Regions from separate parts of the Mus musculus genome. Here all the other regions are linked to region 1. The links are chromatin contacts, called in public promoter capture Hi-C maps. All regions are on one chromosome and are shown on one strand. Each heading gives the region's core, a stretch centred on a gene start, on an enhancer-like site or on the middle of the called end of the contact. The rest is flanking DNA. Distances are from core to core; before and after follow the strand shown. Region 1 holds the start of Zfp783 (zinc finger protein 783). Region 2 holds the start of Repin1 (replication initiator 1). Region 3 holds the start of Rarres2 (retinoic acid receptor responder (tazarotene induced) 2). Region 4 holds the start of 1700026J14Rik (RIKEN cDNA 1700026J14 gene).

Evidence for each region. Promoter capture Hi-C pulls out the DNA fragments that hold promoters and counts their contacts.
Region 2: a contact with region 1 is called in a promoter capture Hi-C map of stem cell-derived epiblast-like cells, with 5 times the contacts expected there. The contact joins the promoter of Repin1 here to the promoter of Zfp783 in region 1. A contact is called at or near these places in 10 of 39 promoter capture datasets (the 3T3-L1 cell line, the C10 cell line, cranial neural crest and 5 more).
Region 3: a contact with region 1 is called in a promoter capture Hi-C map of liver, with 2.1 times the contacts expected there. The contact joins the promoter of Rarres2 here to the promoter of Zfp783 in region 1. A contact is called at or near these places in 7 of 39 promoter capture datasets (the 3T3-L1 cell line, cranial neural crest, hippocampal neurons and 3 more).
Region 4: a promoter capture Hi-C map of hippocampal neurons shows a contact between it and region 1, with 4 times the contacts expected there. The contact joins the promoter of 1700026J14Rik here to the promoter of Zfp783 in region 1. A contact is called at or near these places in 1 of 39 promoter capture datasets (hippocampal neurons), 1 of 115 datasets of contacts at active chromatin or transcription factors (embryonic forebrain) and 1 of 9 other capture datasets (liver).

What each region holds. Positions count from the first base shown.
Region 1 is chr6:47,940,372-47,947,075 of GRCm38.p6, reverse strand. Zfp783 (zinc finger protein 783) reads right to left here and starts at 3,901. Exons shown (of 6, transcript NR_027963.1): 1 at 3,699-3,901; 2 at 1,325-1,647; 3 at 1,114-1,193.
Region 2 is chr6:48,589,886-48,596,589 of GRCm38.p6, reverse strand. Repin1 (replication initiator 1) reads right to left here and starts at 2,707. Exons shown (of 3, transcript NM_001079901.1): 1 at 2,538-2,707; 2 at 1,614-1,799; 3 at 1-297. The coding sequence starts at 1,758. Gm5111 (predicted gene 5111) reads right to left here. Exons shown (of 2, transcript NM_183309.3): 2 at 6,006-6,704. The coding sequence ends at 6,165.
Region 3 is chr6:48,568,942-48,575,645 of GRCm38.p6, reverse strand. Rarres2 (retinoic acid receptor responder (tazarotene induced) 2) reads left to right here and starts at 2,844. Exons shown (of 6, transcript NM_027852.3): 1 at 2,844-3,052; 2 at 3,356-3,558; 3 at 3,759-3,863; 4 at 5,307-5,402; 5 at 5,587-5,705; 6 at 5,841-5,950. The coding sequence starts at 3,379. The coding sequence ends at 5,694. It overlaps Lrrc61 (leucine rich repeat containing 61), which reads right to left. Exons shown (of 3, transcript NM_177736.3): 3 at 4,924-6,704. The coding sequence ends at 6,622.
Region 4 is chr6:48,534,871-48,541,574 of GRCm38.p6, reverse strand. It overlaps 1700026J14Rik (RIKEN cDNA 1700026J14 gene), which reads left to right and starts at 4,101. Exons shown (of 2, transcript NR_130985.1): 1 at 4,101-4,739; 2 at 4,839-4,993. Atp6v0e2 (ATPase, H+ transporting, lysosomal V0 subunit E2) reads right to left here and starts at 4,006. Exons shown (of 4, transcript NM_133764.3): 1 at 3,721-4,006; 2 at 2,304-2,351; 3 at 1,409-1,535; 4 at 1-1,147. The coding sequence starts at 3,824. The coding sequence ends at 1,442.

The DNA.
Region 1 (6,704 bases), core at 2,652-5,151:
ACTGACCATCCACTCACTCAGAAGATGCCTATTATATCCTTGATCTCCATTTGCCACCTCTGACCTCACAGCCATCCCTTTTGTGCTGGTGCCTCCTATACAGAGGAGAATCCTTACAGTTCTAAGGAGAAGCCTTCTCTTTACTCCTGCTCAGAGAAGCCGCAGACAAAGTGTAGCCAGCTCTGGGTAAGGGGCTTTTTCCAGCTCCAAAATGGTCCAGTCTACCCAGGAAAGCAGTTTGTTGTTCACTTTGCCCCAGCAGTCTCAGGATGTACCAATACTTACTGGTGTTTGGTTTCCTTTGACATATTGTCTTCTCCTCACCCCCCTTCTCCTGGCCCCAGGGGCCTGCAGGACAAGGCTCTTCTCCCCTCTCTATCTGGGTGAGAATGACCGGTTTGGAGATGGCATAATCTGCATACACAATGGGGAGGGCATGGAGAAAAATCTGAGTCTGGCTGCCTAAAGCAAAAGCAAAGACAGCAGGAAGCCATTGTAGGATGAAAGCCCAGGTATTCCTCTGCAGCTGAAGGAAAATGAGATTTTGTAACCTGTGATTCATGTAAAAGAGTTGTCTATGAGCCCGCAGCCTGGGGCTGAGAACAAAGCAGAACAGACAGGGCTGTTGTTAAGACATTCCTAAGAACAGCTTGACTGTAAAAATGAAAAAAATGCAAGGACAAGCAGGGCTATCTTCTGGGTCAACACCACCTGGCCAGAACCTCCCCTCTGTCTACTGCCCCTTGACGCTGGGTAAAGTCATACATCAACTGGTTGCTATGTGAACAAAGATAAGCCCCCAGCCCACAGGAACAAAGTCCTGATGCCCTTTTGCTGACATGTAATCTTTCTGTTAATGTTTGAATAAGCCAATAGTGTGTCGCTATGCTGAATCCCACACCCCTAAGCCCCTCACCCCATAAAAAACCCTAGCTTTCGAGCCTCGTGGCCGACATCCATTATCTCCTATGTGAGATGCATGTCGGTCCGGAGCTCCGTCATTAAACTGCCTCATGTGATTACAGCAAGATGGGTCCTCGTGTTTCTTTGGGTGCTCTCTCACTCCTGATACTAGAGTGGGGATCCCCGAAAGGGGGTCTTACACAGCCTCACCCAGGGAAACGAGCATCTCATAGCTGCCCCCATCACATGCTTGTCGAGCCTCTTCTGCCAGTCCTCCAGCTTGGCCCACTCTAATTCAGAGAAATATACAGCCATGTCATCAAAGGTCAGGGGCACCTGAAACCACAATGTCCCACTTGTTCACCTACATGCTTACAGGCACAGGCCCTTAAGCTTCCTAGTCAGGGTATCCAAAGGCTACCTTGGGGACCTCCCCCTTGTTGCCAGGGGGAAGCCGCTGGACCCAGAAGTTCCAGTTGCCCATGAGGTTCTTCATGCAGCAGCCTAGACTCCTGAGGCAGGGTCCCCAGCACGGCCAACTTGCCCTCCAGCTGGCTGCTGAACTCCACAGCTGTCTTCTCACAGTCAGCCAGCTTCTTCTCTGCTGTCCCTGAGCATCCCTCCAGAGTCAGCAAGCGGGCCAGGCAAGAATCCACTTTTCTTCTCCAAGGCCTGAACAGCAGGCACCACGGTCCACAGTGTGATTTCTATGGAATAGAGGTATGAGCTCTTCTCTGCATTTGGCTGGAGTGAAAAAGAAGGGGTAGGTGGCCTCTTATGACACATCTGACTGTACCTCTCAGAAAGCTGCTCAAGAGACAAGAGAATCATATAATCAAAGTATCCACATCGTAAACCAGGCATGGTAGTATTCACAAATTGAGGCAGGGAGACTGCCTCAGATTCAAGGGCAGTTTGAACTAAAAAGTGAGTTCCAGGCTAGCTTAGAATGAAGAGCTGAGAGCAGGCAGACAGACAGAGTGGCACATGTCTTTAATCTCAGCATTCGGGAGCTAAAGGCAGGTAGATCTCTGTGAGCTCGAGGCCAGCCTGATCATTTAAATGGCAAGTTTCAGACCAGCCAGGGCTGCAGAGTATAACACCTGTTTGTGGGTTTTGTTGTTGTTCTATTTATTTATTTATTTATTTATTTAGGTTTTTCGAGACAGGGTTTCTCTGTGTAGCCCTGTTTCAGACCAGCCAGGGCTGCAGAGTATAACACCTGTTTGTGGGTTTTGTTGTTGTTCTATTTATTTATTTATTTATTTATTTATTTATTTATTTATTTAGGTTTTTCGAGACAGGGTTTCTCTGTGTAGCCCTGGCTGTCCTGGAACTCACTCTGTAGACCAGACTGGCCTTGAACTCAGAAATCCGCCTGCCTCTGCCTTCCAAGTGCTGGGATTAAAGGCGTGCACCACCATGCCTGGCTGTTCTTTTTTAAAAGGCATTTTGTCCCATGTACCTGCAGGTCTACAATCAAAAATACACCCGACATGGGATTAAAATATCTGGAGCCCAGTGGTGGTGGGGGAGGGCACATGTCTTTAATCACAGCACTCTAGAGGCAGAGGCAGGCAGATCTCTGTTGAGTTTAAGGCCAGCCTGGTCTACATACAGAGTGAGTTCCAGGACAGCCAGGACTACACAGAAACTCTGTCCCCAACCCTACCCCAATGTCCCCCTAAAAAAATTTGGAAAGAAAAAACTCTGTCTATTCTGAACATGTACACATTTTTCTTGTCGTCATTTCCTCCTCGATGCAACTATTAGCCTTCCACTGTATTGGAAATCTAGACATCGATGTAATGTATTTTAAAGCATATGAATAGGTTATATGCAAACACTACACAATTTTATGTAAGGGACTTGAGCATCCGTGGTATCAGCTGTAGTTATTATCATAGTGTTGAAATCTATCCTGTTGGTAAGCTTTCTGGGATGTTAGGTACTGCAAGACAACTAAGGGGCAGGAGTAGGTGGGAAGGAACTGAAGGGTTTCTAGTCCTACTCCCACAACCTCCACAATTCCCAGTTGACTTTCTATTCCTTGTAGTCAGGGAACCTAGAAGGACACACAGCAAAATAGAGAAAGAGAGGTTCTTTTCTAAAAGCTTCCAAGAGACTAAGGTTTCAGAGAGTTGTCTGAGATGTATTGGTAATAATAGATACCACTTACTGAGAGATTTTTTTTACTGGTGAAAATCTTCTAGCATGTCCTCTAAATTGGCACACTGAACATTACCAAGCTAACCCCTCCCCCAGCTTCTTTTTGGAACTCACTCTGTAAACAGGCTGGTCTAGATCCGAGGGCCATTATATCTTGGCAAACCAACCCAGTCACAAAATTTAGAAACCTGTTGCAAATTGGGTTAAGTATTGTTTCCTACGAGAAAGTAGAGTCGCTAGGTATTTTAGTGGTAGGCTCATCCTAAGGTGTTGACCTGAGGCCCCCTTCGCAGCCTCAACCTTGCAGATGTGGCAGGAAGGCGACCCTGGCTCCTGTCTGACTGCTCGGGCGCAGGTCTCAGAAGAACACAGGGACTTTGTGATCTGCAGGGTCCTTCCAGGCCTTCCGGAGAAAAGGTAGCGCCCGGCCTGGCCGGGCTACGGAGGCCATGTCGCGCGCACCGATCTTAGGGCCCAGCCCACCAGGCCGCCTGCGGCCATGTGTAGGCTGATGGCTTCCGTGGCCTGCGTGGCCTCCAGGCCAGGGCCGGGGCCAGGGCAGGGGGTGCTCCGAGCCGGGTAGGCCGAGACCCTCGCACACAGCGGCCATGGACCGGGGCGCTTACCGGGGCAGGCGCCGCTTCAGCCATGACTACCACGTCGTCGCTGGGCTGCGGGCCTCCATCGACGCATCTGGCCAAGCGCCGGCTGATTTTCAGTCAACAGGTCGGCCCAGGCGCGGGCTGCGCGTCGGTGAGGGGCCGGAGCTGCTGTCCAGCGCCCGCACTCTCCACACGGTCCCAAGCCACGTGCCCTGCTGGCCCTAATCTACCGGAGCCGCGGCCCGGCGCGCACGGCGCCCCCTGCAGCCAGAAGGCCCGCACTCGGTGGCCGCTGGCCTGCGGCGTCAACCCTACCCCCAGGGCCCCGGGCGAGCAGGCAGCTGGCTCAGGCAAGCCTTCGGGCGGGTAAATTCGAGAAAGACGCCCGTGAGGAAAACGCTAAGGAAATCCCTGAACTCCGTGCTGGGGCGGGACACCCTCATCCCAAGGGTGTTCAGATTCCCTTTTCTAGGGTAAATTCCATTTTGGGTTTTTCAGAACAAGTAGGAAGCGCTAAGGGGAATGGTGCGTTTAAAACAAAAATACAAGCCAGGCGTGGTGGCGCACGCCTTTAATCCCAGCACTCGGGAGGCAGGCGGATTTCTGAGTTCGAGGCCAGCCTGGTCTACAAGAAACCGTGTCTCAAAAAACAAAACAAACAAACAAAAAAACAAGTCCAGGACTGGGGTGTACCTTAGTGGTAGAGCGCTTGGTAGAACCCGAGGGATGTACTTTCGGAGTATTCTCTCCATGTGCACTCACCTTTGAGGCTCAGAGCCTCTGCTTACCCCCTACAGAGCTCCTCCTTCTTCCCGCCACACCCAGTCTGGACTTAGTTGTACATCTTCTTACTTAGCCTTGGCTGGGATTGAGCGCCCTGCTCTCCCTGCCAGGAGGCTTCAAAACAGACAATGGACACAGGACCACAACTCCACAGCTACTGGGTTCATTTCTAAGGGTTTCTAACCAATTCATGTCCTGAATTATCCTGAATACATTATTCCATTTAAGACCAGTTTCCTTCTGAAACTAGAAAGCTTTACTCGGAAAAGCCATAATTAACCTTTATTTATTTATTTATAAAAATAAAACCGGTCTCTTCATTTCCTGCATTTCACAGCCATTCTATGGTCGTTATTCAACAAGCCAATAAACTTCCAGATGGCAACTGTGCTTTGAATCTTTGGGTTTGTTTTGGTGTGTGTGTGTGTGTGTGTGTGTGTGTGTGTGTGTGTGTGTGTGTTGGGGATTATCTCTAAACAAAGTGTGGGCCAGCTGACATAGTAAGGACACAAACTACCTACCTCTAAGGTGCATCACTGAATCCTTGGCATTTAGGGCAAGACCAGGCAGTGCTACTTTGAGTTAAATCAAAATAAAAAGCTAACTGAGTTCGAGACCAGCCTGGTCTACAGAGTGAGCTCCAGGACAGCCAGGGATACACAGAGAAACCCTGTCTCAAAATAAATAAATAAATAAATAAATAAATAAAATAGTTAAATCACATTTAACTCTTTATATCAAGGTCCAAATCAACATTTAGCATTATTCGTTTTGATTTATTATTAAACAGGTTCTTGTTATATAGCACAGACTGGCCTCATGATCCCTCTGCCTCAGTCTCCCTAATGCTAAGATTGCAGGCTTGTGTCACCATAACTAGCTCCTTATTTTGAAAATTCTTAAGTAATACCACCTAAAAGACAAAACTGCAAGTATGTGCTCATAAAATAGGAACCTCAGTGGATCTCATTAAAGGTCAGTTTAAGACATTTAAGGTGGGCAAGAGATGGCTTAGCGGTTGAGAGCACTGACTGCTCCTCCAGATGGTGGCTCATAGCCATCTCTAATGGGATCCAATGCCCTCTTCTGTTGTGTCTGAAGACAGTGGCATTGCATTCATATACGTAAAACAATTAAAAAAAAAAGACATTTAAGGTTATGAAACACTAATAAATTGCGACCTTCAAAATAATAGTCCAGACATGGTGGCATAATCCTCTAATCCTACTATCTCTGGAGGGACAGAATTGGTGTTTGTGAACCAGAGGCCACCCTCCCACATTTCAGATTACCTAGGTCTTAGTTAGGGAGTTAGGGTTTTATTGCTGTGAAGAGACACCATGAGCAAGGCAATTTATAAAGACAAACATTCAGTTGGCTCTGGTTTACAGTTTGAGAGATTTTTCCATTACCATCATGGCGGGAAGCATGGCATCCTGCAGGCAGACCTGGTCCTGGAGAAGGAGCTGTGAGTTTTATGTCTTGATCCAAGCCAGGCAGAAGGGAACTCTGCACCGGGCAGAGACTGACTGAGCATTAGGAGACCTCAAAGCCCAACCCCCACAGTGACACAAGTATTCTAACAAGGCCATAGCTCCAATAGTGGGCCAAGGATATTTAAACCACTGCACTAACCTATATGAGTATAGTCATTGTGAGACTGAAATCCTGCCTCCAGAAAATAATGATGATGATGATAGCTAATGTGCAATACAAGATGAATCTGAAAATGTACTAGAAAGTGGAAAACAATAATGAGTTACTCAGAAAGGAAGAGGTATTATGTTTTTTTCTTTTTGAGACGAAATCTCCATATACCTGGTGAACTTGTATATACTCTGGACTGCTCTTGAACTCAAGGCAGTCTTCTTGCTTTGGCCTCTTTAGAAATGAGTTACAAATCATAAGCCACCAACAATAGGCTAAGTATGATAGTTTTTTTAGTATTTAGTTTTCTTGTTATGTGTGTATATGCCATGGCATTCAAGAGTGTTGGATGTCCTGAAGCTAAGTTCCAGGTAATTGTAAGACACGTGACAAGGATGCTGGGAGTTGAACTTGGGTTCACTGGAAGAGCAGCAAGAGGTTTTTTTTTTGTTTTTGTTTTTTGAAGATTTATTTATTATATGTAAGTACACTGTAGCTGTCTTCAGATACTCCAGAAGAGGGCGTCAGATCTTGTTATGGATGGTTGTGAGCCACCATGTATGTGGTTGCTGGGATTTGAACTCAGGACCTTCAGAGGAG
Region 2 (6,704 bases), core at 1,458-3,957, 650 kb before region 1:
AGAAGGGGGCGTGGCGAAAGCGCTGGTTGCATTCATGGCAGGGCAGAGGCAGCCGGGCCTGGCACCGCCGAGCATGAAGCCACAGGGCCACCCAGCCCGGGAAGCGCTTCCGACAGTGGGCACAACGATGGACCTTGCCTGGGGTTTGGCCTCTTGGCTGAGCTGATTTGCCCTGGTACCTCAACCCTCTGTCGGGCTGGGAGGACTCCTGGGAGGGCCCAGAAAAGAGCCAGGGCTGAGCTGGGCCCATGGCCGTGGGGCCCCTGCAGCGCTGTTCCAGCATCGGTTCTTCCTCTGCTGAGGGTGGAAAAGCACAATCACCGCAGGAACACTGTTGTCAATCCCCAGGCCAGTGTGTGCTCCCAGTTTCTCCCTTCCCACCCCATGGAAGAAGAACGCCTCCCTCTAGGAACTGCCCTCACGGTTCTATCTTAGGGAATAGCTTTGTATCTTTATTGCCCTGGAAACTTCTAGAAGGGAGACATGTTGGTATTCCTTGGGATTCTCCCATAGTATCTACCTTGTGTCAGGAGGTCTTACAGAAAATATTCTTGAATATTCCTACTGTACCCTACATATCGCAACCCCCCTATTGCCTTTCCCTGTGGCAAGCACTTTCTTCTACCACACCAGAGCTCCCTAATTGGCACATGAAGCAAGTGTGGGGCATAAAACAGTGGTAGGACTTGCCTGAGGTGATACTGTAAACGATGAGCAAACCAAAGGTGGGGGGGGGGGGCAGGACGGGATGGGGGGAGGTTTGGGGCGGACACACAAGACAGGATCTTGTCAACACCCAGGCCACTGTGTGCTCCGCATTAACACCTAGGTGTGTGGAGATCTCCTCAAAAACCATCTGACTAAAACCTTGAGGAAGGTACTTCCAGCCTCCCCAGCTCAGCTCTAAGCCTGGAGAGCAAGTGAAAACAGCCTTTCTTCAGACCTGGGAGGTGGGCAAGGTGCCTCTACTAGCACAGACTAACACCAGGCCACCACCTGTCCAGACTACCCACAGTCTGCCTGCCAGCCCTTCTCCACCCACACCCAAGCAATTGCAACTGGGACATTGGGGGGAGGGGGGAGAGGCAAGCACTTCTCAATCCAAGGAACACCCACAGTCTGCTGCCCCTCCCCTGGAGTGAGGGAGAACCCTGGCTCAGCATCTCTTAAGGGGGCTAGGGATTACTGGGGTAAAGAAAGGGGTGGGAAGAAGAGATCATAATCTCTGTCCCTTGCCTGGTCCTGCCCAAACCGGGCCAAGGACTGCCCCACTTCAGCTATACCCCACAGGGGAACCCAGATTCCTGAGAGCCTCCTACACAGAGTCAGTTCAGGGGTGGCAGTAAGACTTCCCAGGGACCTTTTCATGTCTGTTCGTGGCCTCTGTCCGGGCAAAACCTCCTGAATTCCTTTACAGCCTGCTCTCTTTTGGGGGACTACAGACATGACTCAACCCCACCAACCCCCAACTCCCACCCCCGCCTGAACCCAGGGAAGACTCCATGATAGGAGAATGGATTCCTTCCCCAGTACATCCCTGTCCTGCAAGTATAGGAGACATGAGCGCTGGAGTTATGGGTTGGTTTGAGGGCACAAGAAAGGCCAAACTCTACCCTGAAGACTGAAGAGCTGGGGGTGAGGCTTTTTCCAGCTCCTTCTGGGGATGTTCCTGGGGAGACTTCGGCTGCTTCGGCCCACACTTCGGTAGCCCCCGGATGACAGAGAAAACTGTAGCAATAAAGACATCCCTATCCCCATGGCAGAGCTCAGACCTCTAACTGCTGAGAGGTCAGCCTTACCTGGGGAAGGGAGAGAAAAGAACGAGTGTGAGGCTCTGCGCTAAGCCAGGGCAGGTTTGTGTCATCACCCAGTCTCTCCCAGATTCAAGGCTACAGAGTTCAGCCTTGAACTCCATACCCAGCCTGGTCGAATGACCTAGCGGACACTGAACTAAATAAAGCATGAGCATGACCCTTTACTGAGGAAGCACAGTGCTGCCTTTGGAGGCCACCTCCTAGCCTGGTAGGGCCCCAGAAGAATAGCCTCCTCCATCTGTTGCAAGGCTCTTTCTCAGTGGCCAAAGGGCTGCCTAGGCAGTAACTCTGGAATCCCTATTGCCTCCCCTTCCCCCACTCTCCGCGCAACATAAATTCCAGGCCTGTCTCCCGAGGGTCTACGCAGGGAGCGCCAGAGTGCCCAGGACTCTCCAGAATTTCCTTGGTCATCTAGGGCAGCCCCGGGTGGCAGCAGGCCCACACACTCCCCCTTTGTATAGATGCGTGTCCTCCGTCCACATTTGCTGGCTCGCTGGACCGGTTCGGACCAGCCAGTGGGCCATCTCGGGTCCCACGCACAGCGCAGCCCGCGGAGCCTGTGCGCAGGTGCGCTCGCCCCGCGCCTCAACACTCCCCCCCCCCTTTCATATTCCGCGCGCGCGCGCGAACCCCACAGCCGCACACACTCACGGTCACGCGCCCCACAGGTGGAGCTGCCCTCGCACGCCCTCGGTGGCCCCTGCGCCCTTACTCGACCCATACCTCTCCCGCGTGCCCTCCAGGGACGCAGCGCCCATCCATAGAGCACCAGGCCGGCCTCTGCGGCCGGTTCCCCGCCCCGCAGCGGCGACAGCGGCAGGTTCGAGTTCACAACTGCCAGGCCCGTCCCCAACCTCCCCCCACGCGCTGGGTTCCCAGCTCCACGTGACTACAGGAGCTGCGGAGGGTCAGTCTCGGCTAGGCGGCCGCGGCCTGGGGGCGGGGCGGGCCAGGTCACCCCGCTGCACTGCCGCTCCGGCACAAGGCCAGGGAGGGCCCCCGGCTCCATCGCCATGGCAGCCACCAGCTCCGGTTTGGCCACCGGCCCGAGCTTCAGTTTCCTAACCCTCTGCCCAGAAAAGGATGCTCGCCCCTGGGCCACCTTGTGGCCAGGCTGTGGTCACTGTGTTTGGTCCACCCTTACTGTCTTTTTCAAAACTCAGAGCCAGAGAGAACTAGACAGGGCACCAACGGTTCTCCTGGCGTCGAGCCTGGGGCTTTGCCCAGTCCGCTCTAGCTTAGGGCTGGAACACAGCACCACGGCAACAGAGCGCATCTGGATGAAGAATGAATGGCCCGCAACTGTGAATTCTGCAAGGCCCTCTATTCCCACAACTAAGATCCGGAGTGGCCTAAGCTCTAGAGATGCAGGCCGGGCCCAGGTGGCTGTTGGCACAAATGGGTCGTTTACCCTTGGAAACGCACAGCAGCCAGTGTGGCGTCTGCGGAGGCAGGTGCAAGCCTGTGGCCATGACTCACCACCCACTAGCAGGTGGCCTTGGCTTTCCAAAAGAACCCCATCTTGGAACTTCCAGACCAGTGCAATTTCGTGTCCTTTCATGCTTTCAACAGAGACAAGCTTTGAATTGTACAATTATTTTAAAAAAAAACACTTTTAAAATCTCTCCCAAGGGCCATCTAGCCCTCTCATATATTAGCCTCCTAAAGCCAATTACATTCGGTGTTTGACATACTCGAGTGTTCTGAATAGTATTTTATATTGGGGAAGCCTGGGTTATCCCTTGCAACTGTACATGCTGGCTCTTCACTTAAGATATTGTAAGTTTTCTCCCATTTCGTTGTTCTCTTATATATTATATTAAAACATATATATATATATATATATATATATATATATATATATATAGTTTAATGGCTGTATAAATATGCAAATCGATTACATATTTTTCCTATGTCCTTATAGATTAATGTCTCATTACCCATGTCCAGGTTCAAACTTTTGGAGGTAGAAACAGATGGTCAAAGACAAGATTCATCAGTTATCCCTGAGAAATGACCATTTTTTTCCATTTCCTTGACAACATGGGCTATTTTCCCAAATTTAATTAAAATGACTGTTTGCTTCAATTTTTGCTTCTTGGGTTGCTGGTTTCCTGACTTGTTTGTTTTGTGTGATTTTTTTTTTAAACCAGTTTATGCTATGACTACTGAGAATTTATCTTTGCCTGACTTTCTATTTGCTCACTTTCAAGGCTGGGAAGTTGGGATGGTTGTTTGGGTTTCATGCTTAAAGATGTTCATTTGTCATATGTGTGGAAAATATTTTCCCCAAAAGATTGTTCTTTGGGGGTGTAGGGGTGGGAGGCAAGGTCTCACTGTGCAGACCCCACTGGCCTCATACCCAAACCCGGTGGCCTGTCTGCCAAGTGCTGGGATCACAGGCATGCCCACCTCACTTAGCAACGCTAATTTCTGAAGTGATAAAATTTTGGCTTTATGTGCTAAAACCTGCCCATCCTTTTCTTTCTGGTGTGCACCTTTCTGTTTGTGTTTGGAGAGTGATCTTGCCCAGGCCACGCTACTCTTTATGATGATAGTTTCACTGCAGACGGTGGATTTTAACACTTCACGGTTTCAGTATTCCCTACGATGATTCTGTCTTGTTTTGATTTTCAAATTCCTTGTCTAGAACTGCTCCTCTGTTTTTCCACATGAACTTTAGAACGTGTCAATATTATGAAACCCTGTTTGTGTTTGGAGAGAGTGGAGATGTGCATCTCTGCACTATGTGGGTCATACTTCTCCTCTTACTGTGGAGTCCTTAATAAGTGGGAAGTACAGCTGAGATTATAGAGATTCCCTCACCACAAATATAGAAGGGGCATCGGCAGAGCATGTGTCCAGCACAACAGTGTGTTGCAGAAGAGCATGCAGTAAGACCCACTGGTTTCACCTGCATGTTTTATAGGGATGCTTAAACCCTCAGGAAGACTTGATTTTTATGTCCAGTGTGGTGATAAACTCTTCAAATACACAACTCATTTCATCCCCTCAATATCCCTATGAAACAAACTCTCTGCTCCTCATTTTACAAATGACATTCTGAGCCTGGGAGATGTTCAGAGGCTTGCCAGGGGCCACACAGCTGCATGGTGGGTGGGTGATGAGAACACAGCAGCACTACCCAGCCTCACCCTTAACCACTGCAGTTTTATGTGTGGGCAGTGCTAGTTTATGTATACCACAAATATTTAATCAAAATGAAACATCTTCTATTCTGTAGGCACTGAGTCTTCTCATGACCTATGCTGGCTTCCCAGAATGAGAGAAAATGGTGAGAGGCTTTTAACTGTAGTATATCGTCACTGGAAATAAAAGTCCTGGTTAATGATTTCTGAGTGGCTGGCTGGCTGTTGAAAAGCTAGAATTGAGGTGTTGTGGGAGAAGATGGGAGAATTCACTGTAGTAGATTTCCTGTAATGTTGCATATTAACTGCTGCCTCTGACAACATGTGTGAGGCCGATCGAAGGACCCTCAGAGCTGTTCTGAGAGAGAATGCAATAGGCAAATCCCACACAGACCTGGGTAAAGGACAAGCCACTGGCTGTAAAATCCTACATAACCCTGCCTCCTTGGCTCTCCCAGCTGGTGAACAAAAGAAAACAGTGGGAGAGACCAGAGCGGGAACCTTCCCATACAAAGATTGCTGCTGGGGCCGAGGACAATTAAGGAGTAGATGCAGAAAGGCACTCTGTCCTTCCTGGCCTGTTACGAGACAGAAGATGCCCACCACTGAGGATAGCAACGGTGCTGAGGACAGCTTGAAGCCCTGGGAGGCCGGAGACAGTACCAAAGCAAACCATCATCAAGCTTTGCTGGCTGCCCCTTATGAACCCCACCAACCTTTCACAAGCTGCCACCCCTAGAGGCTCAAAGTCCTTTCCCTTGCCTTGTCACAGTTTGGGTTGGGGTATATCTCAGAGGCAGCGTGATTACCAGGAAGGCCCTGGTTAGGTCTCCAACACAGTGGAAAACTGATGATAAAAAATTAGAATTCAGCAGGGCGTGGTGGCGCATGCCTTTAATCCCAGCACTCAGGAGGCAGAGGCAGGCAGATTTCTGAGTTCGAGGCCAGCCTGGTCTCCAAAGTGAGTTCCAGGAAAGCCAGGGCTATATAGAGAAACCCTGTCTCAAAAAACCAAATAAAATAAAATAAAATAAAATAATTAGAATTCACTCTTGTTTATTGCAACACTGGATAGGCTGAAATTCAAGGCTACCTTCTTGAGAACTACTCGTCCCTTAGTGGCTCTCACCTGAGGAAAATAGGGGGAAGCCATCTGATTTCCTCTGGCTAATCCAGATTTTGTTACAGGAGTCAGCTCCAACTAAGAATTCGTTGAGACTGAGGAAAGAAAGTTCTCCACAGAAGCCCCAAACAGCTGAAGCAAGTCTAGTGTGAGCAAGGATGTCTGACTCCTTCTAAAAGACACACTGACTGCCAGGTCCAAGTCCTGCATGGAGAGAAGTGAGGGAGGGAGATGAAGAAGCCTTGTGATGGGAGACTTTAAGGATGGCTGGGCTGTAGAGAGGCTAATTAAGGCCTTTCCTACTGGGCAGGGTTGGTTCTCATGGAAACAGGTTGTCACAAAGCAAGGATACCTCTTGTGCTTTCTCTTCCACGCATGCCTCTTGAGTTCCACCACATTGTGAAATTCTATATGGTCCTTACCAGAAGTGACATCCTGGACTTCCCGGTCTTCAGGATGCTGAGCCAAAGTCAACCTCTTCCCTTGTAAGTTTCTCAATTGCAGGTATTTTGTTACAAAAGAAAGCAAACTGGGAGGCGAGGAATGACAGCACACATCGATAATCTTCGCATTCAAGGGACCAAGGCAGGAAGATCTTAGATTTGAAGTCAGCTGGGG
Region 3 (6,704 bases), core at 1,595-4,094, 630 kb before region 1:
TAAAGAAGCCTTAGGTCTGTATGAAGAATGCTGGCAAAGCGTGAACAATTCATGGAGAGAGTTTTATGTCCAACACTGCCAGACAGCCACTCTCCCTGAGGTTCCCAGTGTATCCTCAACAACTCCAGCAAAGGGATCATGGTCTCACCTTACAGACAGTAGATGATGGGCTGGCACACAGGGCAGCTGAACGGGGCCTTCCTTTGTTAGGGCTTAGGGCTGTAACAACAGTCTGGGCAGGAGAGAAGACTGCAGTGCTATGGAACAAACGTGGGTGGCTTGTGCATACTCATACACTCTACCACCCCAGAACCAATTCCCAAGCCCTACAGAAAGACACTGTTTCAAAGAGATGTGCTTATATTATCATATTGTTGCAACACTGGCACGCATCTTTAATGCCAGCACTAGGGAGGCAGAGACAGGCAGGTGCCTGTGAGTTTGAGGCCAGTCTCCTCTACATAGTGAATTTCAGGCTGGCCAGGACCTCACAATGAGACCGTGTATTAAACAAAGAAAGATGAAAAGAAGTGGAGGGAGGGAGGGAGGGAAAAAGGAGGAGAGTAAGGGAGAGCAGGAGAGAAGAAGACAGGGAGGAAGAGAGAAAAGAAAAGAATGAGAAAAGATTAAAAACTTCCTGGGAAATCTCATGTTGAAACAATGAAAAGGCTGGAGCCTAGGGCTAGTCAGGTCAAACTTATGTATCAGAAATATCTCATACAGTCCTGGCGACTAGTCAAACCACCTTCCAAGAGGACTAGGGGAGGCACTGAAGGCTCTGTGTTGAGTAAGTTGACCACAGTCGCACTCATTGCAGCCTGCTTAAACCTGAACCTCGGAGGCTGAAGGATGCCCAGTGGTTAAGCGTACTGGATACTCGTCCAGAGGACCGAGGTTTGATTCCCAGCGTGGTGGCTCACAACCTTCTGTAACTGCAGATCCAGTTGATCTGATGCTCTCATCTGGCCTCTGTGGACAATAGGCCACGTGCACATGTAATACAGAGACATGCGTGCAGGCAAAACATTCATACACAAAAATAACAGAATACTTTAAAAAAATATTCTAAACTTCATGCCATTGCCTGAATGACAGACTCTGGGGTTACTGTAGCCCTTTGTCATCTTACCAATATGGCCACATTTGAGTAAATCTTTTTCTGCTTTCCCCTATTATTGTTCTCTGTAACTAGGGACTTACAGCTTACTTCAAGAGGCTAGCTTACTGGGCCTGCCAGACACCACACTTTGACCCTAAGGTCTCTGATAACAATCCCAGGAAATGACAGGGACTATTAATGATATGCAGGCGTCCAGGTTTTCCCCATTTTTCTCAAGGTACCCAGAAGTTGAGACAACATTTGGACACATTTCTCTGCCTCCCCTTATGGGTTTCAGAAGCCCATTCTGTCTCAGCCACAGGCTCCTAATACTCAAAAAGCCTATGGAAGACCAGGAGTCATCTCACTTAGGATGCGGACCTCAGGAATGGCTCAGAAAAGCAGCATATGGAGCCAACAAGGCCGGGCAACAAGAATGCATTTCTGGAGGGAGTTTGCTGACAGGAGAGTCTCAGCTAGGGATTTTCCTCACCCAGGAAAGGCATAAGAAAAGGCAGCCCTGGGCAACTGAGGCTGTAAAAGAAAGTTCTTCAGTCCCCTTCTCTGCGGAGAAGGGGAGGGACTTAGTGGGAGAAGGGGCTTGTGAGGAGGGGAGCTGCAACCGGGATGTAAAGTGAATGAATTAATGAAAAATATGAAATAATAAATTAATAAATAATAATAATTTAGTGGAAAATAAAGTACAAGGAGGACTGTAGGACCTTCAAAGCACCCTTTCAAGATCTAAAAATCATTATGTTCCATGTTAGTTTTCTAACCTAATATAACATGGCCTTATTTTTTTTCAGCTTATTCATTTAATGTTGTTTTTGACTGAAATTAAACTATCTTTAGTGGCAATAAATACTCAGAATTAAAAAATACATTTCAAAAAGGAAGTTCTTCAGAGAGCACGTAGTCCTTCACCCCTCAGGGAAAAGGTCCACCTGGCCAGCAGAGATCTGGAAGCTTTCAGCTCCTCAGACAGGAAGCAGTGACATCAGGCTTCTGCACTTGCTCAAGTCCTGAGAGACTGAGCTGGGGAAATGAGCCGGGGTCAGGGGTCAGGTAGGCTGGTCGGGCGGAAGGTGCTAGGTGGACGGGACGACAGCTAAGGAAACACGTCCAGCCCAGCAAGCCTATACATGGAGGCCTGAGAGTTGTGACGGGTCCATAGAAGGGAGGGTCTGCTTGAAGCCTCTGCAAGGAAAAGACTGATGCCAGCCAGTCAAAGCCAGGCCTACGTGGCTGTGAACAAACCCGAGACATCAGGAAAGACATGATAGATGTCTGGTAGGCAGATGAAGGCAGCAGTCAGTGACACAGGAGCTCTCTCACTGGACACACAGGACAAACTGAAGCAACAGACCTGCTGCTACCTTGGTACTGAAGGAGCCTCAGTTTCCCCAACTGTCACTTTCTAGTGGAAGATCACCTGGTCAAGCGGGGATCTGTCAAAAAACGGCTCCCTCAAGTGTTGGCAGTCATGTGTTGAGAGATGACAAAGGAAAGGCAAAGGAAAGACTGGGTTGGGACTGGGATGGAGAAACACCCACTGCTGGGGACAGTTGTCTTGATGGCAGCTGCAGCCTGGTGTGAGGAGGGTTAAGCATCTTGCAGTTCCCACCCGCTCTGGATCTGCTCAGTCCTCCCACGTTTACGTCTTCTGAAAAATATTCAGCCTGCAGTCTCATTTGGTGCTCCAGGCCCTCCCCCTCCCCCTCCCCCTCCTTTGGCTCAATGCAAGAGGAAGGTCAGGGAACTTTGGGAAACAGAAAACTCCAAAACTCCGGACTCTGGGAGAAGGGTCAGTGGGAAAAGGCGGGGCTTTGGGGACCAAGAGAGAGGAGAAAAGGGAGATGAGAGGGTGAGAGGGAACAACTGCCAGGGAGCTGTTCCAGGGACCACACAGAAAAAGGCCTCGCTAAAGCAACAAACCTGATCATTTTCAAGGTACCAGAAAGAGGCTGGGGATTTTGGATATGGAGGGAAGACCCAAAAGGAGGAGAAAATGGCTCAGAAAAAAGGCTATAGTGGACATAACCAGCAGGATTACTTCCCGGGGCTGTTGGCAGGGAACTCTAAAACTTTGTTGGCCCCAAAGTTTCTTTGGAAACAAGGCCTTGCAGAATGGGAAGGGCTAGTTGGATACCAATGGAAGGGGTACTTCAGAAAGGGGCACTTCTGTCCCTAGGAGTAGGTCAGGCCACCACCACCACAGCTCCAAGAACTAAAGCCCACACACCATCTTTGCAGAACCATAGGACTGAGGTGAAGCCATGAAGTGCTTGCTGATCTCCCTAGCCCTATGGCTGGGCACAGTGGGCACACGTGGGACAGAGCCCGAACTCAGCGAGACCCAGCGCAGGAGCCTACAGGTGGCTCTGGAGGAGTTCCACAAACACCCACCTGTGCAGTTGGCCTTCCAAGAGATCGGTGTGGACAGAGCTGAAGAAGTGGTTAGTGGTGTGATTGGGTAGAGAGTGGAGAGCTGCAGCCCTGGAGACCAGTGAATTCCCAGAAAGCTGTACTGGGAAAGGTCCCCAGCCTGCCACCCTCCTAGGCTGTGCCAGTTCTAAGTTAAGGTGTTGGGGAAAAGAAAAGGAGTAACATGCAGGAATTATCTGCTTGCCCTGTCTGTCTGTCTGTCTGTCTGTAGCTCTTCTCAGCTGGCACCTTTGTGAGGTTGGAATTTAAGCTCCAGCAGACCAACTGCCCCAAGAAGGACTGGAAAAAGCCGGAGTGCACAATCAAACCAAACGGGGTGAGTAAGGGGTTCTTGCTGATGGGACAGGCTGCCAGGAAAGGAACCAGAGTCCAGGGAAGCGCTGTGCCCATCACCAGGGACTGTCTGCAAGGAGGGGAGGGTGAAGGGAAGAGAGAAATTTCTCCATCAGAGTGGGTCCTCCTAAAGAAACTTCTCTATGGAGTTTATCCTGTATTCTGGCCACGATACACACAGTTCACTGAAGGGTTTCACAGTAATCAGTCACCCTAGGGTGACACTACTGCTATGGACTGACCTCGGGCTGGTGGTGCGGCACTTTTGAGTTAAAGTTCTTGTTCTCTGACAGTTTTGTGGGTTCACTGAAGGTCCTTGTCCCCTCCCTGGGGTTAAGGGAAGAGACTGGATTATACTGGTGATTTAGCAAGACTCTTGGTTTGTTCAAAATAAATCTCAAAGGAAAAATGTAGATATGAGGCCAAGGTGGTAAGGGCCCTGGCTGTGCAAGCTTGGGGACCTGAGTTTAAATCTCAGCACCCATATGAAAACATCTGGGTGTGGCTACAGAGGAGTATCCCTAGGCTTGTTGGCTGCCAGCCTGACTGTAGGTACAGTGAGAGATTGTCTGCCAATGGAATAAAGCAGAGTGAAGTGAGACGCATACAGGTGTGAGTACACACACACACACACCAGAGAGAAACAGAGACAGGCAAACACCATCTGGGGAAGATTCGTGCCTTTAAACATGTTTGCACATTAACGCAGGCACTTGTGAATACACCCACGTGGTATATTGCCCATGAGCAGTACACATATGCATGCTCACACAGGAATGATACCTGCACAGGTAAAGTACCATAGTCTGCAGGCAAGCCAAGGGTGGCATACACTTGAAATGCCAGCATAGGAGAAGTTAAAGCAGGTGAACTGCAAGTTCTAGACCAGTCTGGGCTACTTCTTGAGACTGTCCAAAGAAGAGAACTTCTAAAATCTCCTATGCCAGGGTAAGCTGCATGTCCATCTGGCTCGCATGTCACCTCGCCCCTTGGATGTAGTTATGTTTCTGCTGCTGCCATAAAATACCATGACCAAGACCAACTAATAATAGGAAAGGTTTATTTTGGCTTAGGGTTCCAGAGGAATAAAAGTCCATCATGGTGGGAGGCAGGGAGATGTGGATGCCAGCAGGCATGGTGGCCAGAGCAGGAAGCTGAGAGCTCACAGCCTTCCTCGTAAACAGAACGCAGAAAGAGTGAATTGGGAGTGGTTCGAGGTTTTAAAATCTTAAAGCCTGCCCCACTGACGTACTTCCTCCATCAAGGTCAAACCTTCAAAACCTCCCCAAACAGCACTACCAACTGGAGACCAAATCTTCAAATATGTCAGCCTATGGGGGACATTCTTATTCAAATCACTACATCGCCCACTCCAGAGCATGCCAGAGGCTAGTCTCCACTCTGACATCCCTGTTCTCCTCCCCAGAGAAGGCGGAAATGCCTGGCCTGCATTAAAATGGACCCCAAGGGTAAAATTCTAGGCCGGATAGTCCACTGCCCAATTCTGAAGCAAGGGCCTCAGGTAAGAAGGAAACGAGGTTAGGGAGAAGCCTGGAGGGACAGATCAAATCTGGGTCTATGGGAGAAGAACAGGAAACCTGAAAAGAAGAGCTGGGTCCCCCCACCCCCACCTCGGGACATTCCCCTGGGGGTTGTGGCGGTGCCTCCCTTCCTAGAACTGCTGCAGCAAACACTGGTTCTAGCAGGATCCTCAGGAGTTGCAATGCATTAAGATAGCACAGGCTGGCGAAGACCCCCACGGCTACTTCCTACCTGGACAGTTTGCCTTCTCCAGGGCCCTGAGAACCAAATAAGCCCTAGACAGGTAAGTGGTTAATGGGGAGAGCCAGCCCTTGGCATGGAAATTGGGTTGAGAAAGGACTTGTGAAACGTGACAAAAGCTAGAATCTGACCCAAACAGTCTCCCGCACCCCCAACCTGGTTTTCCCTTCTTCTCTAGGACTTCACCTTACTCCCTGTACAGCTGTGGCAGCACCCAGCAGGAGCATATCGTCTCCCAGAGACTTTCAACTCCAGGCTAATAAAATTGCTGAGTCTGTTCCTTTCCAACCTTGTGTTGTTCTCCCTCAGCTCAACCTGTACATATAAGGGAAGCTCAAAAAGACTCTGTGTGTGTGTGTGTGTGTGTGTGTGTGTGTGTGTGTGTGTGTCCACACTTCCTGCCTAGTACCAGGAAGCAGCAGGTAGGGCAAGTGTAGGAGCCTTCCACAGGACCAAAGCAGAGGTTCAGAAGCCCCCTCGTATTTGCTGGAGACGAGACAAGTGATAATATGAGCACTGGACTATTTCATAAGAGTAAGCAGGTGGCAAGTAATCTTACCCACAAAGCCTTAGGTTGGGCATTTGAGGGAGCTCAGGCACAGCATGCCCAGAGCCCCTGCAGCCTGGCCGCATGGTGCATTTGCCAGATAGTGACGGGATCTCCTCTCCCTTCTAGAGGCGATCTGGAAAGTGTGTCCTTGAGGCTGTGGGAGGAGGGAGGAAACACCCTTGAGGAGATGCAGGAGTTAGGAGCTCTCAAGAAACGGATGAATGAACAACCTAGTAAGCAGGGTCAGTGACCAGATATAAATAGACAGAGAGAGAGAGAGAGAGAGAGAGAGAAAGAGAGAGAGAGAGAGAGAGAGAGAGAGAGAGAGAGAGAGAGAGAGAGAGAGAGGCAAGCGCATGGGGCAGGGAAGGAATGTCTACGATCAGACCACCTTGGCTATGAGTTGCATTCAGAAGACAAAGGAAGAGGTGGTTTCTGCAGGGCTGAGAGCCTGCTGGGCCTGGGCCAAGCTATCGCTGGCCTGACGATCCA
Region 4 (6,704 bases), core at 2,852-5,351, 590 kb before region 1:
CCCCTATAAGGGGAGGGAGACCAAATAAATAGTCAATAGATAATCAAGACTGGGCTTTCTTCCCCTGGGAACTCAAACAGCCACTGGTTAGGAGCCATGGATTATATAGGCCTCTGTCCTAGCAAGCCCTGGCAACACAGGCAAGAATGCCCTACTCACCCTCTCAGAGAGGTGAGGGCATGGGCTGGAGGAATGCCCTGGGCTGATCCTCTGTCATTTACATTTTCTGTCTCACTGTGCTTGGCACAGAACCATATGAGCTTAGGGACAGAGGGTCTCAAAAGCCAGGGAGGCATAGTGCTAGTAGTACCCCAGAAACGTCACCTTTGTCTATCCCCCAACCTCAACTCCAAATCTCTTCAATGGTACTGGGATCTGCCCCACCACAACCCAATGAAGAGTGGCAAAAAGGGTTGTACCCCAACTGACAGGTACTAGGGAGTGGGCGATCTTATCTACAGAGGGAGAGGAAAGTGACTAGAACATTCCAAAGACACACTACCTCCCTCCCATGCCAAGTGATTTCCCTGCTGCTAAAGGCTAAACATGGAGGCTTTGATCCTGACTGTGCCGGGTTTTTGGTGTGACTGCTTCTTTAAGACATCAGCACCTCCAGGAATGTCACATCTACAAGTGTCAGAGACTAAATGGATATCATTCACTTCAGAGCTGGAGGAGGCCTGTGACCCTGACCCAATATTTCAACACGGTGGAGACAGAGTTAAAAAGCCTAGAGATTTTGGGCCACATGTCCCTTCTCCACAAAGACTCAAGTCCTTTCTGGTACTGGGCTGAGTCCTGCCTTCTGCTCCCTGGATGAAAATAGATAACAGCAGGTCCAGCTCCTTGACCGGGATCTGCTTGGAAGAAAGAGGGAAGTGCCAAGTGTGGGAATTTAAGCTCAGGTAAGCTCCCACTGTGGCCTGACTGAGCACGGGGCTTGCCCAACATGGAGGGCCGCTAATAGCTGGGAACACAGGGGAAACTGAGACCAGAAACTGAAACCAGGTTGGCTCTGGGGGTTATGGATTCCACAGCATGATGGCAGGGCGAGCACAGGATGGTCATACAGATGGGTGGGGCCAGAGGGAATGCAGGGTCTCCAGGGACATCAAGGCTGGGCCATTCACCCTTCACAGCAGGGCATCTGAAAAGCACACACCATTAAGAATTACCACTGAGACAACCTTCTCCTCCCCCGCCCTGCCCCTGCCCTGACTCACCCCACAACCCCCCACCCCCACCCCGTTCCTTGGAAAGCTCCTCAGACTACTAGCATTGCCTTTCATTCCCCTTGCTAAATAAACTAATTCCTGAGTCCAAAGGAAGCCCCTGTGGTGGCCCTGACCCCCTTCCTCCCACCACAGGCCCCTCAGTTCACTCTCACGTCAGTCCTTCCCTTCAGTACCTGAGGCCAGAAGCCAGCTGATCACCCCAGGGGTCACTCCCACAGGAAACGCACGTACCAGATGGTCTCATTCTTCAGTTGTGGCCCAAACAGGGGGTTCAGTTGGGCCAAGATGGCGATGAGCCAGCTGCCAGGATAGCAGAGTGAGGGGGGTCCTGGACACAGAGGGACCCACCATACCCAACATACCAAGGGAGGACTCGGCTACTCTCTTTCAAAGAGCATGGCAGGGTCTGTGTCCTGGTTGGTACAGGGAATGGGTTCAGGATTTGTGAATTTTGATGTGAGTTTATTTTATTTTCTCTAAGTATATAATGTCCCTGAGCTGGGGCTGGACCCAGGGTGAGGGTGTCCTTGGGCCTTAAGAAGCCACTCCAGGGTGGTGAGATGGCTCAGCAGGTAAGAGCACACGACTGCTCTTCCAAAGGTCCTGAGTTCAAATCCCAGCAACCACATGGTGGCTCACAACCATCCGTAATGAGATCTGACTCCCTCTTCTGGTGTGTCTGAAGACAGCTACAGTGTACTTACATATAATAAATAAATAAATAAATCTTTAAAAAAAAAGAAGAAGCCACTCCAGCTCTGTCACACACACTCTGCTGCCCCCTAGTGGTTACACTGGCTCTATCACAAACACCCAGCACTTGTTAGCAGTATGATGCCCTGACTTCTGTATGACTGAGTCTAGAGTAGAGCATGAAAACTGTGTTTGAACAACCAATCTGGAGGATTCTGATGCCCAGTTAGGAGCAGATACTACTGAACTGGTCCACAACTCACGTACCTCACAGCTCAGCTGGGGGCACCACAAACTGCAACTGTCAACTGAGGCAAAATCAGACCCAACTAGTGGTCACCACAGCCCCCAGCTCCTGGGGAAGGCAATACTCACAAGAGGTAACAGCAGACAGCAGTAGCTACCAGCATGGTGATGATCACCCTGAAACAGCAAAGAAGGAAAAGCAGCATTGGTACACGGGGCCCTGTGTCAGCCCTCCTGGTGCTACCTGAACACCAGCATCTCCAGGATGCTGGGGTCCGCTCCAAGTAAGAATTACAAGATTGTCTACATCCAAACGGTGTTGTAAATCTCTTCCTTCTCCATCAGCAAACACCTCTCCATCTGTATGCTGGAGAAGGCTTGCCCACACTCCATCTGTGGCCACCCACCAGAGGATGGCCTCAAAATTCATCCAGCAACATCAAAGAAAACAAAAGACCACAGTACAAGGCAAGAAGCAAGGGCACAGCCACTGTTGACAGAGGCTGGGCTGTTATAGAAAAAGCAGGGGCTTTGGATCCACTCAGGAAATCAGAGAGACAGAGTCTTACAACACAGCTGAAGGGACAAGGAGCTCACCAAGACTTCCAGAAGAGATGACATGGAGAGTGATTACAAAGCAAGTCCAGTTTAAATCGTGTGTGTGTGTGTGTGTGTATACACATGTGTGCTGGCTTCCAAAAGCCAGAAAGGGCCTCAGATCTCCTGGAGCCATAGTTAAAACAGTTCTGAGTCTCTCAATATGGGTGCCAGATTCTGGTCCACTGGAAGCAGAAGGTGCTCTGTCCAGCAATCACTTTCACATTTGTAGGAATAAAGGCGATGCCCATCCGTCTATGCCTCCAGTTTAGGCTAAGTCTAATCCATGACAGAGCCTAAGCACTTCAAGGTGGTGCTGAACGGATTAGTGCCCCAGCCCTCCCTTAACACTACAAGGCAGCTGGGACCACTCCTGGCTGTGCAGTGGATTGTCAGTGCTGAGAAAATGGACAAAGGGCAAAGTGTGAGGCTTTCATGACTTGAGAGGCTAACAGGAGAAGGGGCTGGCATGTGGTGCAGAAAATCTGCTAGGAATCTTCCAAAAATGAAGGCAGCTAAAAACATCCAGTATACATACACAGCATGCCCAGGACATTGCTTAGGGCAGACCTCACACCAGCCCTACAAAGCAGGTGTTGCCAGAGCCCCTATTTTCCTCAGTGAAGAAATTGAGGCCTGGCATTTGCCCAATGTCACACAAGAATAAGCAAGGAGTGTCCATATGCAGCCTTTACCGACTGCATGGGTGTGGGTGACCTTTAGCCACCTGCTTGCCCTGACATCTGAATCTATCCGTTCACCCAGCCCTCTAGCCTGTTTCCTGGCTGCCCCAGCCCAGGTGCAGAGATCTGGAAGAAGTCATGTAGGGGCGTCTCTGTGAGGGCATGAATTGCAGGGTAGCAAGCTGGGAGCCCAGTGTTAATGGGTGAGCCCAGCTAGGGGACAGGGAAGCGTCTGCAGGGAATCGAGGCCTGCTCGCCTTTCTTACCCGCGGTTGGGTCCTTTGGGCACGAACCAGGGCCCAGCGATGCCGATGAGGCCCCAGAATGTGGTGAAGATGATGACAGGGAGGGCAAAGGAATGGGCTGTCATGGCTGGGTGCGCGATGCTCAGGTGGGGTATCAGATCGAACGGCAGACTCTAAGCAGGTGCAAGTCTCGGCAGAGGGCTGTGCGCATGCGCAACGGAATCTCAGCCGGGAAGGCCCTGGACCAAGCGAATCTGCGCTCGCGCATCCCTGAACATCGTCCGCTGGGATAGCTCGCCGCTATCACGCAGAACCAAGGGCGGGACTTCCGAGGAACCTTTCCTTTGATTGGCTGGGTCGGTTTGCTCCGATTTTGCAGGTGATTCTAGGCTTAGGTTTGCGCTTTCTTATTCTCGCTAGAAAGTGGCAGGTCACTTGCAGTGCTCGGGCAGCCCAAGGTGGCTGGGGACAGGATTGGAGGAGACCCTAACCAGAACGGAGGCTTTGTGGGGACCACAGGGGTTTCGACCAGAGGACTTCGTGGAGCTGAGAGGCCACAAACTTGGCCTGAGCTAAAGCCTCCCCTCAGCGAAGTGAAGCTTGCAGTCCTCTGCAGAGCTCACTGCTTCACTGAACCTTGGAGATGCCCAGCTTCTGGATCAGGCTACAGTAGTTAGACTATTTTTCCTCTATGGTAGGGGTTCAGGCGATCTGTGTGGAACATAGTAAGACCTGGGACACTTGAGGCCAGCCACTCCTGAAGGGCTACAGTCCGGGTGGGAGCTGGAGGGGGAAACCACGTCAGCACAGTAGTGATTCTTGAAAGGAGGTGTGCCGCAGTTGGGGACAGATCTTATGTTTCCATGGGAACGACCTCCAAGGCCCCTGTACACCCAGCCTACCTGTGCAAACTTACATGCTGCGTATCTAGTTATCTGTATGAAGAAGAAAGATAAAGGCCTATCTTACACTAAGTCCAGATTGGAAAGTCGTCGTGGAAGGCCTCTCAGGAAAATTCCACAACAGGATGGCCCAGGCAGGTAATTAGCCTTGCTCACAGAACTTGACAGGCAAGAGCCAACACTGGTACTCTGTCCATCCATCTTCATAATGGACTCTGACATTGTTTTTTCCCACAGGTATACTTCCTGGATTTTCTGTAGCCGGTCCCCCGAGCTGTAGTCTAGTAGTTGCTGCTGCGGGGAGAGATTAAAGTGACAGCAGGAAGACAGTCTCTGGGTTCTCCTGTATAGATTCTCTCATTGTTCTGACAAAATAAACTTGAGGAAGGGTTCATTTTGGCTCTAATTTCACCATGGTGGGGAAGACACTGGGGCAGTCAGTCACACTGCATCCACAGTCAGGAAGCAAAGAGAGATGAACCCTGGTGCTGAGCTTGCTCTCTGTTTAACCCATAGAATCATTAGCTACCCACAGTGTGTCTTCCACCTCAATTAACCCAATACAGGCATGCCCAGAGATTTGTTTCCTAGGTGATTCTAGATCCAGTTAACAGTGTTGTATCACACTCTGCAAGCAGCGGTATCCCACTGCCCTTGCCTGAGCTGCATAGCTTCAGTGTTCTTACCCTACTGGGGTCACTTCTGTGAGTCAGGACGCTGACTCACACTTAACCCCAGCTGTGCCATCTTGCTGCCACTTCCTCAAAGAGGTCTCGCTGGGACTACCGGAGAAAGATGCTGAAGGAAAGTTACTGCTTTGCTACATTACAGTGACATTGCCTTCTCACAGAGCTAGATACCCACTTAGGAGAAGAGTCTAGATAAACATCGAGGCAACGGACATCCCCTAATGATTCTGTGGGTTGAAAATCCCAGGCCAAACTTGATCTTGGATTCTTTAGGTAATTGGAAAAGCTGGCCAGCCTGAACCAATGTGATGAGAACTTTGAGAGCCACACAGACATGGCCACTGTGACACATCCTGAGAGAGGGGATTTTCTATAAATCTCTATGCCAGAGGTCTTCCACCTAAATGTGGCTCAGGACCACAGGAAACACTAGCAAATGCTGCTGGGAGGTCTTTGTCCCCACGAGTCACTTTCAGGCACCCATGCTTGGGTGCAGAGGTGAATGTACCCTTGGGTGCTGAGGGTGGCAAGTGTTATGGACAGAGGTAGCGTTCTAAGAGCCAAGTGAGAAGCCCAGTGGTGGGGCTGGAACGGGAAAGCCTTCTCGGGTCTGAGGATTTTGTTTAACCATGGTTAGGCTCACATTGAGGAGGCTCTGTCTCAAGAGTCCCCAACAACAGACACTGACACCAGGAAGGTACGATTCATCAGGTAGCTGCACCCTGGGTTCCTCTCACACTTGAAGAAGGCAGAGGCTCAGCAGGCTTTCAGGTCTCAGCTCACCACACTCACCTTCCAGCATATTCCTGGAAGAGGCTACCTTGCTTTGTGGCAAGTGCTGCCTCTCCTAGGAGCTTTCCTAAGAACATGCAAGGTCCACCCCGGTGGAGACTGCCTATGGCTACCTGTTTCTAGATTATAGCCACCTGCCTTCTTGGAAGGCCAGGGAGGATCCTCCAGCACCACCGTGGGCTGCCTCTAAGTAAGCAGCTACACAGCTGTAGCCCAGAAACAGCCACACATATACTGTTGCCTCCTGTGGAGCTTTAGTACCAGTGAAAACCACACATGCTGATACGCTATGATCGAGTCTCCTGGCCAGAGGTCTAGTAGTCTCCCAGCATCTGTGCCACTTTGCTCCATCCTGCCAGGAGGGCTAGTAGAGGACACCTGACCTCTGAGCAGAGCTGCAGAGGACATCCTGAAGCGGTCCCCTGGGAATTCTTTTGAGCGGTGTCACGGCTTTGGCACTGCTGGGGGAAATGGGCGGCTTTCTCTTGAAAGCCTGGCTTCTGGATGAAGTCCTCTGACAGCCCTATGTGCTGAACGGTGCTGAGCGTGGAACATTTGGTTCTAACTCTCAGGGTGCACTTCTCTCTCATCTCCATCTCACACTCACAGGTAAAATCTTTCA